Regions from separate parts of the Hordeum vulgare genome. Here region 1 is linked to region 2. The links are chromatin contacts, called in public Hi-C maps. All regions are on one chromosome and are shown on one strand. Each heading gives the region's core, a stretch centred on a gene start, on an enhancer-like site or on the middle of the called end of the contact. The rest is flanking DNA. Distances are from core to core; before and after follow the strand shown.

Region 1 (5,944 bases), core at 1,386-3,885, 120 kb after region 2:
GCAAAGGGGGGGAATCTGCCCTCTCTTTCTCCCCTCTTTGCCGTCTGCCCCCACATGGCAAAGGGGGGAAGGCAGACGACAAAGGGAGGAGGCCTGCCATTAACACTTAACAGGGACGTTGCAATATATGCCGTCCCAGTTAATTTGCCGTCTGCCCCCTCATGGCAAAGATTCTTTGCCGTCCGCTTTGGGAAAGCAGACGGCAAAGAACCTCTTCACCGGATTTTTTTGCCGTCTAATTTGCCGTCAGCTGACCGACGGCAAAGCCTTTGCCGTCGGTGGTTGCACCCTTTGCCGTCCGCTTTGGTAGACGGCAAATTTCCGAATTTCAGTAGTGGGGGGAGCTGGTGGTCCGGCCGCCGACGAACTGGGAGGAGCACGGGCGACACAGTGCATCCTGGAGCGGCGCCACGAGGACTAAGCAGGGACGACATTCGACCGGCCGACGATGCCCCACTAACGGCGGTTGCGCTCACCCATCCCACACAAGGCGGACCCTTGGACCCTCGCGGAGCACTCCGACGGGAACGCGAGACAACGAGATGCCGCCGTCCCTGCTGGATCGTGCCAAGAGGCTGTGGGGTGGATGAAGGGGCGAGCCGGCGTGCTACACGACGGGAACGCCCGCTGCGAGGTCAGCAGCCTCCGCCAAGTCGGCCCAAGGGGGGCGCACTGTTGAAATCTGAGATGGGCTTAAGGCCCATGAGACAATTTCGGAAATTTCTAAGGGCCCATATAGGTGGTGGTATGGCAAGGGGCGGTGGAAAGTTTAGTCCCACCCTGCTAGTGGAGAAGGAGTTGGACACCTTTATAAGGGTCTCTCTTGTTACATGTTGTTCGAGCATGAGAAGAGAAGAACCCTCGCGCTCTCCTCCTTCGTCGCTTGCCTCGCCACGACGCGCCATGGGTTACGGGAATGAGCTGAGCCGAGCTCATACGTACGCGTTTATTTTTGCCGGTCAGGAACAGAGAGTACGTAACGGACGCGCCATGATCTGAGACGTCGGACCGTGGGCCATTAGCGACTCAGACGTTCCTTTTGCTGCTGCTGCCGCCGGCGACTCCGCCCCGTTCACCGCGTACACGATCGACGAGAGAGTAGGCCTCCGAAACCCCGCCTCTCCGGATCTTGTACGGGAAAGGGGCGATTAGGTTTTTGGGGAGCGACTAAGCGACTGCTCGACTCCGTCCGTCTGCTTCATCTACATCCACATCGCCTTCGTGATCGCCATGTCTTCACCAACCGGCGTCGACCGTCTCGCCCGCGAGAAGGCCGAAGCTGACAAGAAGGCGGCCGAGGATGCTGCCGCCGCTACTGCTACTGCTACGACCAACTGGCCGATCGGAGGGTATAACTTGTTTATTCTGCTCCTACTTATTATTGTCTTAGGCGTACTGATGATTTGCGTAGATATATGTACTATCTGTCTAGTACGCGATGCCATGATCAATTATGAGTATCTCATGAATCTAGTCAATGCCATGCTAGTGATTATTTCGTGGAATAATCTAATCAGAAAATTGCCTATTTACTCAACACGCACGAGGGAGGCAAGGGTCGGAGGAGGGGTCGTCGAGCGAGGGGCGACGACGGGAGAGGGTGCAGATGTTTACGAGGCGCACGCCGGTGACTGGGATGGCACGGGCGCGGCGGTCGCCGTCGAGGGCGCGGGGTCGCTCGGGAGGGGGGGGGCACGAGAGCAGTCCATCTTTCATCCGCTTTCCACTCGCCTTCGTTGTGGTCTTCGTTGTGTAAGCATCGGATGCATCGCAAGGCCAACAAAAGAGATCCTCCTCGAACTCATTCCTAGCCAACGCCGCAATAACATGTTGCAAATGGATCAATATTCAATTGGATGTGCGCCATAAAGGAGAGCTCACCTTTGATGTTGTGCATCCAAGTAACGTCTATGAGAGCTTGCTGCACGGTTCTTCTCCGCTTGGTCCACGTGTCAACCGCGGTGACGATAAGTGGAGCGATGTTGTCATCCTTGAAGTCTCGGATACATCAGGGCATCTCCAACAGTTTGTTGGTTAGCTTGTTGGTAAAATATGACATGTCATCAATCAATATTTTAACATACAACTACTTCAATATGTTGTATCTAGTTTGCCTAATAGGATGTGAGATAATAAATAAAGTGCTCTCTCATTTTACATTGAATCTTGTGCAAGAGTGTTGGTTAATTTACATACAACCTTACTCTTTTTCCTCATTTATTGCATGACACATCTTTAAAAATCTTGTGTCAAAATCTATCAATAAATATCTTACTACCGTTGAAGATGCCCACATCCATCTCGGTCTAGAACGGTACCTGGTCACCAGCTCCAACTTTGATGAGCACCATGCTATCGAAAACTGCTCTACCCTCTTTGTCCACCATAAGCGTTAAGCCCTGCCATGGACGATAAAAATTTGTTCTCCGTAACCATTCCCATCCCGCTCGCATAGCCAAAGTGCCAAACCTCGTTGCGAGTGTGGTGGCACAATGTGGAGACACCAATCGAAGAGAGAGGAGGATGAGTAGAAGATGTGTAGCAGCGATCTAATCGAACGAACTGCTACGTGAGCCATCGGACGGCTCGGGACGTGACCGATCCCAGCTGGCATCGGTCGAGGGAGCGTCCTCTTTTTTTCTTTTTTTTTTGAACAATCCTTTGTTTTGTTTGTTTGGGAAGACCATCTCCGCTGTTCGCTCTATTGCTCTGCATCAGATTGAGATTTTTATTTTTTTTGAGCTGCATCAGATTGAGAATTGGATATGCTGGGTTTAGCCGCCGTTCGGTTCGCCACCCCCCCTCGCGCTGCTGCCGGAAACATCTCGGTATAAGCTTTGTCCTCCTGTCTTTCTGCGCACTCCTTCCTACGATCTACATACGCATCTCACATGGAGTGGCTTCTTGGTCTGTATATTCGACGGGCGGCGACAGCTCGTGGATGGCAGCCTCCACGCCGTGCTGCGCGCGGGGGCGGACGACGCAGATTCAGCGGCGGCGGGGATCTCGCGCAAGTGGCGGATGGTGATCGCTTACGATGGTACCAAGTTCAAAGGTTGTTCTCGCCCCTCTTCTCCGCACCTCGATTCTTTAGATTTGTGGTGTTTTTGTGTATTTGATCGTTATTAGATTCTTGGGGGTGGTGATGAATGGCTGTCGGTGCTACCTAAGGACGGTTGCATCGAAGGATGAAGAGAAAGCAAAAGGTCTTGCAGAAGGGAGGTTTTCTATTACCGGGGTGAATAAAAGTGGAGGAAAGGCGGGGACTATCGAAACGACTTTTCAAGACACTGGCAGCGTGTTTGGTTGGAGGGACTTAAAGATTGGGAATGGGAGGTTAAGCTATGTGAGACTAAAAAACCCTTGATTGAAACGGGAACGATTCAGTTTATTGGTTACGTGCGCAAGCGAATGGACGTCGTTGAAAGTTTCCTATTCCCCTGCCTAATCCTACCAACCAAACAGAGGCAGTTAAGTCTCTTAAATTCTCTAGTCTAATTTCCTTCACACATGCCAATCAAAGGAATGGGATTTAATATCAATTTCCCATGATAATCCCTCTGCAAACTCCTATCTCTAAATTCCCATTCCATCTACCCGTCGCTGCCAAACACGCTGTGGGCGTAGGATTGGAACATGGTGATGGATAGTGCCCGCCTTCGTTTCGCGGTACTTCGTTTCATAACACCTTTGAAATGAAGTATCACAAAACGACTTTTGAAGACACTGGGCGAAGGATTGGAACATGGTGATGGATTGTGCGCGAGACGTTTACTTATATTGGAGGGAAGAGTTTACCGGAAATAACGGGGCAGTTATTGACATTTCTTCTTATCTTGTCAATTTTGTTATGAATGCCTCTTTTTTTGTTATTTTGTTGGTTTTGAGGTTTTCCTGTTGTGTTATTTATGACAATAACTACTTTAAACCGTTAGGACGTTCTTTAACCATTGGATGGTTATATTTGAATTTGGCGTAATGATGATTCATTTCGTGAGTATCCAAAGAATTGATGATGATTTTAAGTAGCATATGATCCTGGCCATTTATGGTTACACTTATTGGGGTGAAATTTGTAAACTATAGCCCCAGAGAAGGAGGTAGTTCTTTTTAGGATCTGGAGACATTAACTTACATGTATCACTACATAGGGGAACTAGACAAGATTCCGTGCGTTGCTGAGGGACACTACAAAGAGCGTAAAATAGAGGTGCACAACAAGGAGAAAAACGAATAATAAGAAAATAAAAGCAAAAAATGTACTTAGTGGCAGGACGTTTTTACCTATCGTTGATTAAGAAAGAGAAAACGGTAGAAGATAGCCTGTAAATATAACCCTGAAAGCAGCCTCCTCAGTCGGACCAATTCTGTCATTAAATTTGTACAGGATCTTAGTATCTTATTGGATTATCAAAAGTACTGTGTTGATCTCAGTGAAAGAAGACCATGCATCCTGATGTGCTAATACAAAATTATTAGGAAATAAGTGCACTAATTGGATAAGGGAAAGAAAGAAAACAACTTGTGTCATGAACACGGATTGAGCGTAGACGATAAAAGTGATAGGTAGGAGCCCGGGGAACAGGACCCTTGCGGCCCCCTGTTGGTGGAGCCATGATAGCAGGAGAGGTGCAGGGGACAGGGCACCAGAATTAGGACAGGCAGAAACAGAGAGTTCAAGATTGGGGATTAGACTTCTTGACTTAACTCACAATAACGATGGCTGCCTCATTATATAGAGGTTGGCCTTGCACATAAAACTCAAAGGCAAAGTTGGACTAGGACTCTTCCCTAAACTGAATGTGCAACTTTTTTTTTCTTTTTTTTTTTGAGAAAAAATGCTGCTGTATTCATTAATCACCAACCCCACAAAGTTCTTTACATAACACAGGCACAATCATCTCCGATGGAGCATCAAACCACACCACAGGACTTAAACTATTACAGCCAGCCTTTGCTAATACATGAGCACAGCCATTCACCGATCTACGGCACTACACAACACAGAAGTCAACAAAACGCCTGCATCTATCTTTTATTTCCTGCATCAGCGTTTCGTGAATGGAGCGATCCAGCTCTGAATTTTTCAGTTTCATCACTACTTCTCTGGAATCCAGCTCTAGTAGCAACCTGGAGATCCCGACCTGCTCAGCAAGTACGACGGTTTCATGTGCTACTAGTAGCTCTGCCAGCTCAGGGTCACGAATGCCTGGGAATTTTTTACTGCTTGCAGCAACAAAGTCGCCATCTTCTCGCCTGATTATAGCGCCACCACCTCCATCACCTGCTTCTGGATTTAAACCACCATCAGCATTACCTTTGTTACCACCCACGTGGAGGAGGGCACTATCGCTCCACAGGCTTCTGCATATTTTGACATGGTGAAGGATTTATAGCAGCCCACTCCTCAGCAATCTGATGAGCTCTCCACGCTACTTCATTTGGACTCTGTAATTTCCCCCCATGAACAACATCATTTCTTGTCTGCCAAATCTCATATAGCATAAATAGAAAGATGCATAGTTTATCACCTCGCATAGCGTGAAGATTCAACAACATCCATTCTTGAATATTACTAGGAAACATGCCCGTGCGTTGCTACGGGAAGAACACACTGCCCTAATCTAATAATCATGACTCATAATCCACCATTCCCACACATAAATAGGTCATCCAGGACCTCTTTTTCAGAATGACACCCCATCAGTTCCAACGCATTTTGATGAACCAAATTCAGCATTCTCAAGATATGCGGAAGTTTTGAAAAACTTACGAAAAAATGATTGTTGCAAATTATAGTTCGCTCAAAACATAGAAGAACCAACTAAGTATAGAATTCTGATGTTGCTTGCCTTGCTTTCTATGTACTGATGGTTCAGTATAGAAATTTTGATATACCTCCATTAGCCCAGCCATAATGGTCCCTTGAGGAATGAAATAGGCA
Region 2 (6,378 bases), core at 3,569-6,068:
GAGTGGGCGTTAATCATGGAGTGCAACCATCATGCGGCGACCCTCTGGGTTCCCATGGAGGACGACACGGTCGAGAGAAAGGAGGGCAGGAAAGCCATGACGACACTCATGCGCGCCATGCCATCGAAGATGCACACCATGCTCGCTACGAAGGCAAGCGCCAAGCAGGCGTGGAAGCCATCCGGACCCAGCGTCTCGGCAGCAACCGCGTGCGTGAGGGGAACGCGCAAAAGCTGCAGGCGGACTTCGAGAACATCGCCTTCAAGGAGGGTGAGCTCGTTGATGACTTCTCTTTGCGGATCTCCAGCCTTGCGTCGCAGCTCCACGCGCTTGACGACACCATGGACGATGCAAGAGTCATGTGGAAATTTCTCCTCGTTCTGCCACCTCGCTTCGCTCGGGTAGCAGTCTCCATCGAGACCTTGCTTGACCTGATCGAGCTTTCCATCGAGGAGCTCACAGTCCGGGTGCGGGTTGTCGGGGACCGCCTTGAGGACAAACGCGAGAGATTTGGTGGCGGACAACTCCTACTCTCGAAGGAGTGGGAGGTGAGGAAGCGTCAAGGACATGGTGGCAATGCCCCGAGCAGAGAAGGCGACACCGGCAAAGGCGGCGATCACACCCAGGGCGGGGCCGGACGAAGTGCCAACAAGGACGACCGAGACAGGTGCCGATATTGCAGCATCAAGGGCCACTGGGCCCGTGTTTGCCGCAAAAGGATAGCTGACGAGGATGCCGCAGGCTGAAGAGGACGGTGGGTTAGCAATGATGATGGCTTGCGTCAAGACCATGCAGGAGGGCCCAGCGCCTCCGGTGACCATGGTCCCGACAAGCATCGAAGCTGTGCAGGAGGGCGCAACACCTCACGCGACCATGGTGCCGGCTACCGTCAAGTCCGTGCGGGAGGCACAGAGTTCTTCCACTAATCCCCTCCCAACATCGGTAGCACTCTCCCCGACAACAACGTTCTCGGGGGCCTACGATTGGGAGGCAATGAAGAGCGGAGTGTGGGGGAGCCACACCCCGGCAACCACGTCCCCTGCGACGCCAGTCAAGCCCGTGCAAGTTGGCATGACAATTGCGGCCCCGACATCCTTGAGAACCGACAAGCCCGTGCAAGTTGGCACGGCAATGGCGTCCCCCACAACCTCGAGACGACAAACCCGTGTCAGGAGGCACGACAACAACACATCTGGTGGGCCACCTCCGCGACCAGTGAGCCCGTGCAGGAGCGCACGTCAACTTACGTCGGCCACACCCCGAAAACCAGGTTCTCGGGGTTCTCCAAGCCCGTGTGGGTGACGCGGCACTCTTTGTTCGCCTTAACATCAACTCTGACAAGCCACTCCCCGACAACGTTGTTTTCGAGGCCTATCAACTGGGAGGCGATGAAGAGACAGTCATGGGGCGGCAAGGCCTCGACCGTGACTCTGGTGACCAACGAGGCTGTGCAGGAGGCGCGACGCTCTGGTCGGACATGCCACGACCCCGACGCGCTCGGGGTCTATCGAGTCCGTGCGGGAGGCATGGCAATCTCTGGTCGAGCACGCCCCAACTATGTTTTAGGAGGATTCTTCTCCTAGTAGGAGGTCTTGATCCTTTAGGAGGAGATAAGATGAGCAAAGCTCTCTCAAGATCTTGTCTAATGCTTTGCTAACCCCAGAAAGTGCAAGAGGTACAAAATATATAGTGGCTGGAGGTAGGGGATAGGTCGGGGGTACACTGTGCGCGCGGGTGGTCAGAGCCCCGTGGGCACGGGGTGTCCAGAGAGTCTTCAAACTCTGGGCACCGTCTTCCATGCCTCCATCCAACTCCCTTTCATGGACTTGAGGTTCCTTCCTCGCTTCTTCGTGGTGGTCATTGTTGTACCTAATCATGCATAAGGTTTCACTTTGAGGTAGTAGCCAAGTCTCATCCAAATGCATATGGAGCTCAAGTAGGAGAGAATTGACCTCGGTTCCTATGGCACACGCAAAGAAAGAAGGATTGATTTGCAGAAATAGATGTTGGCGGACTTGTCCCTGTGATGCTTGTGCAGTCGTGTTTGTCATCGTCTTTGTAATCCTGTATGGGTCGTGTTGTTGCTGGCTGTTGTTCAGGCTCTCACAGTGGACGTTGTCTTTGCTATCTACTGCCCTGCCAGGCACTCTTGTTCTAGTTTAGGCTGGGCTTGTCGGTCTTCTAGTAGAGGATCGCCGATTCTTAGGTTGGCGATCCTTTGGTCGTTTGGTTCTGTAGTTGGGCCATGCCTCTGTGGCGATGCATGGGCCGTGCCTATCTTAGCATTGTATCATAATGAAATTACATGCAGCTCTTCTGCATGGTTTGAAAAGAAAAGAAAATGTCAAAAGATTTCTTCGATGCAACATTAGCTAATATTTTATGTTTGTATTTTTCCTGTAAATCATAACTACAGATACTAATCATTTATTCTGTCTCAACTACTTTCTGATATTGCAGTGTCAGCTGGACCCCTTCTTTTTTGCTGAAGAGATATCTCTTAACAGGAATCCGAGATGGTCCACATGAACCATTCATTGCAGATTCTGTGGATTTTGTAGTCGGTCAGGTTGTATCACGTTCAAATACTTAGGCATGTTATAAATAATAAGTAATCTATAAGTAATGGATCTTGATGCTCTTCTGTTTTTCCTAGTTTATGATTTGGTAAGATTGAACTTCTGCATGCCAGGTAGAGACATTATCAAGGGAAGACCTTTCGTCAAGGTTGATATTAAATGTTAATGTTGCATCAGTTGGGTCATTATCACTACCTGATTCATTCGTCACCATAATGGATGTAAGTACCCAACTCAGTTATATAACATGACAGATTAGTGCATTTAAGTTTTTCTTTATTATTTTTACATAATTCCAACGATTGCCTGCGAGAGTTTTTGCTGTGGTCTTTGGTTAATTTAAGATTAATAAATCAGTTCCTAACCTCTGTGACTCTTATGCTTAGACAAGCATGTTAATCTTGTGTAGCATATAATAATCTCTGCATTTGAAACCCTCAATTCATAAGGACATCCAAGATTGATTCTTTCTCCTATCTATTAGTTTTGACACTCCAGCATCCCTTGTACGGTAACTATGTTCAGTTAACTTCTATGCACAGACGAGCGACTACTCTGCTGTTCCTCAGCAGTTGAAGGACCAAGTGAATGAAAGGTACCCAAGTGCAAAGCGTGCAGTACTGAGGACTGGTGGGGATTTTCCCTTCCTGTCACGTCCAGATGAGGTCAATCTGTACCTTCAGGTATTGTTGATTACCTTCCTTTTCCATTTGTTTGTTAATGTGGAACTTTGAAGAACAGATTGCAAAACACTGGCAGCTACACTTAAGGCGAGTTGGAGTAGAACCAAGACCGGATCTAGTCCAGGGTTTCACACGGGGTGGTAGCTCCGGGAGCTCAAACGACCACGAAGATGGAAACAGTTTTGATGACCATACTAGAGATGATGGGCACCGTAGTTCAGGAAGAGATGGCCGTAAGACGGAGCGCTCTGAATCAGGGCCACCTAATTCAGATGGACTGGTACCAACAAGCATAGTGCTAGGTATGGTCAGTTCAGCTCTGCATGTTTCCGTATGCGTCTGCTCATGATGCACCATTACTATACATCTGTTTTGTATATTTCTTCAAGCCGGTTGTTTATTGTATGAAGTAGCGAATTATGCCATTTGCCGGAATATAGAACTCATCTTTTAGAATATCAGCAGACCCGTGAGTGGCGCAACTGCATTGGAACTGGTTCTATCTCGTCACTGCTGCCAGGAAGTTACACAGCAACTGATGGAATTCATTCATGTATTTTGTGTAATAGGAATTTCTTCTTTATTTTGTGTTTGTAGGCTTGTATATTGATGAATTGTAGATGCCTGAGACATGATTGTGGTTGCTTGTTTTTCTTTGAACAGAATAAATTGCATAATCTCAGATAATTTTGTAGTGTCTTCCCTGTTTTAATCTCTACAGGAATAGTTAGACGCGCTTTGCTGCGTCACTGGTGTTGGGATTTTTTTCATAGAAAAATTGTTATTTGCTATGGCGTGTGGGGAAGATGGAGTGTGTTTTCCTTTTTCTATAATGTTGTGTTCTTTTTAAACACAGTCCCTTAGACCCTGATTCATTAATTTGAATCAATTAAGATCGAGGAGAGTTGCTCGGTTAATTAACGGAAACTGTGAGGAGACCAACACATCCTTCGCGGGGCACCAACAACACACGTTGACCCTGAGGCCGCGCATCGTCGTCTCTGTCATCTGAGCAAACTCATAGCCGACATCCTACATCTATCTTTGAAGTAGCCGCTTTGACATACAAACAGTAACCACGCATGTCGTCTCTGAGGCCGTGCACTAGGCAAGCCGCGAGCTTCATCATCCAAGTAATTGAACTCGACACCACACAACCATATCTGGAGTCGTCGCTTCGACATCAAAGTCGACCTTGAGGCTACGCCCCAGGTTGGTCAACAACACTGTCACCCACGAGACCAATGCCAACACCCCTCCATGATGATGAGCTTCGAAATCATCGCTTTGACTTCCAGGCCAGCCCCAAGGTTGCGCATCACACGAGTCGATTGCTCTTGCAGGCCAAGACCATTCCAAAACGCCGCCGCCATAGTCTGTTCTAGGAACCTGCAACAGGGGTTTCCCCGGAGCACGAGAGAAGAGGTCTTAGGCCCTCGAACGAAGACGCCTTCAAGAAGGTGTGGGGCGCCCACAAGTGTTGCCGTCGTCTGCTTTGGCCAAGGCTAGAGCAAGGCTTTCACCTCCAGAAGCCAAAAGAACTCTTCCCCTCGATGCGGCCATCACCAAGCGTCCCTGACATGATTGAGGACCGACGCACTGCCGTAGAGTTCCAATGTACCCAAGCTCCAGGTGTGGCGCTGCCCACACAACCTCCACGACCGCCATCATCGAAGAAGGGGTTTGGGGCCACTGCCCCCGCGTCCGACCACCACACATTCGTTAGATCTGCCCCGCAGGAGCACCAACACAACCCGTCGTGCAGCCGTGCCGCATGAAGCCACCACGAGTATGCCGATGTGTCGTCCCTCCCCTCCCTCCTGAGACCAGTGGATCTGTGCCATCCCCCGCCAGAGCCGAGTCACCCGTCGTCGGAGCCGCGCCCTAGCCACCTTCGTGCACGCTGCACGCGCATGCCATGAACCATCCACCTCTGCGCGCGCCCGCCTCGCCCAACCGGACCTCCACCATGCGTGCACACCATCCCCACCGTGTCCATGCTGCTAGTGGCCGCCAGTAGCCCGCCACCACGCCGTCTTCTTTAGGGCCGTCGGATTCGCGCTGACCAGCAACGAAGCCGTGCCCGCACGCCCTACTCGCCAGATCCACCCCCCCCCCCCCCCCCCACCACCACCCGGAGCCAGCCCGGGCTTCGCCGGCGGGCTCCTCAGGCGGTGGTGAGGTGAGGAGGAGGAGGGGGCTGGGGTGGTAACGGCGCCGGGGAGATCCCCCGAGTCACGACAGAGAGGTGACGCGAGGGCAAGTCCGGTCCTCGGACTTTGCTACGTGTGATGCATATCCATAATGTTGTGTTTTGATGGACCTTCCTTGTGGTGTGCTTCTTTGTGGGGTAACCTACGAAGCATCGATACCGGATACGGTAATTTTTAAAAACAGCAATACGGCGATACGTTAGGCATATATAAATAATGATAAAATAACATGTAAAAAAGCTAACGTAACAAAATGTATGAGATGAGATCAAAATACCGCATCACTGATTGCCTAATTGATTCCATACCTTCGTGTTTCTCATTCTAAAAACCGCACTATCAGCAATGGGGTAACACAACCAATCGATCATAGACTGCCACAATCTAATTTGAACTGTAATACATATTAACATGACAACATAAAGTCAACAAATCTTTTAGTGTTAAAAACTTAAGATTGTTAAATGACAAACATATATAAAGAGCAACCTTAGATTGCACAAGTTGGCCAAATAATGGAGGGGTACTACTCTTCTTCCAACATTTTAAAAGTTTTTTCTTAATAACGATATAGAGAGCACAATCTTCATTGAGCTCTTTATTCTCATAATAATAAATATATAAAAACTCTCACCTATGAACACGACGATAATTAAAATCAGCAAGCAATACACATCAATAATGCAAAAGTTAAAAGATGACATGATTTATATTTGTATCTTCTTTCTTAGCAATAGGAGACATCAACAACATCAGCAAGTAATTTTACGCCATAAAAATCAACAAACAACGAGCCAATAACATCAACAAGCAATTTTATCCAGCAAACAACATTCTTAGAAAGCACTTTTATCCAACTACTACATCAGTACACAGTACACGTACACTAACTATATGAACAGA

What was found. Hi-C and Micro-C count contacts between places; a contact is called where the count stands out from the background.
Region 1: a contact with region 2 is called in a Hi-C map of leaf, with 6 times the contacts expected there. The contact joins the promoter of LOC123428147 here to the enhancer-like site in region 2. A contact is called at or near these places in 2 of 6 Hi-C or Micro-C datasets (both in leaf).

What each region holds. Positions count from the first base shown.
Region 1 is chr1H:176,946,225-176,952,168 of MorexV3_pseudomolecules_assembly, forward strand. LOC123428147 (tRNA pseudouridine synthase A 1) reads left to right here and starts at 2,636. Exons shown (of 6, transcript XM_045112324.1): 1 at 2,636-2,828; 2 at 2,935-3,055. The coding sequence starts at 2,766.
Region 2 is chr1H:176,825,728-176,832,105 of MorexV3_pseudomolecules_assembly, forward strand. It overlaps LOC123428140 (maspardin), which reads left to right. Exons shown (of 8, transcript XM_045112305.1): 5 at 2,461-2,569; 6 at 2,693-2,800; 7 at 3,122-3,262; 8 at 3,339-3,949. The coding sequence ends at 3,611. Among protein-coding and RNA genes, the nearest start is that of LOC123428140, 45 kb to the left of the region's middle. Within about 2 kb of position 4,819, at least 3 of the 3 cell types and tissues checked have open chromatin away from gene starts, as enhancers often do. A contact at or near this core is called in leaf, where this site is marked.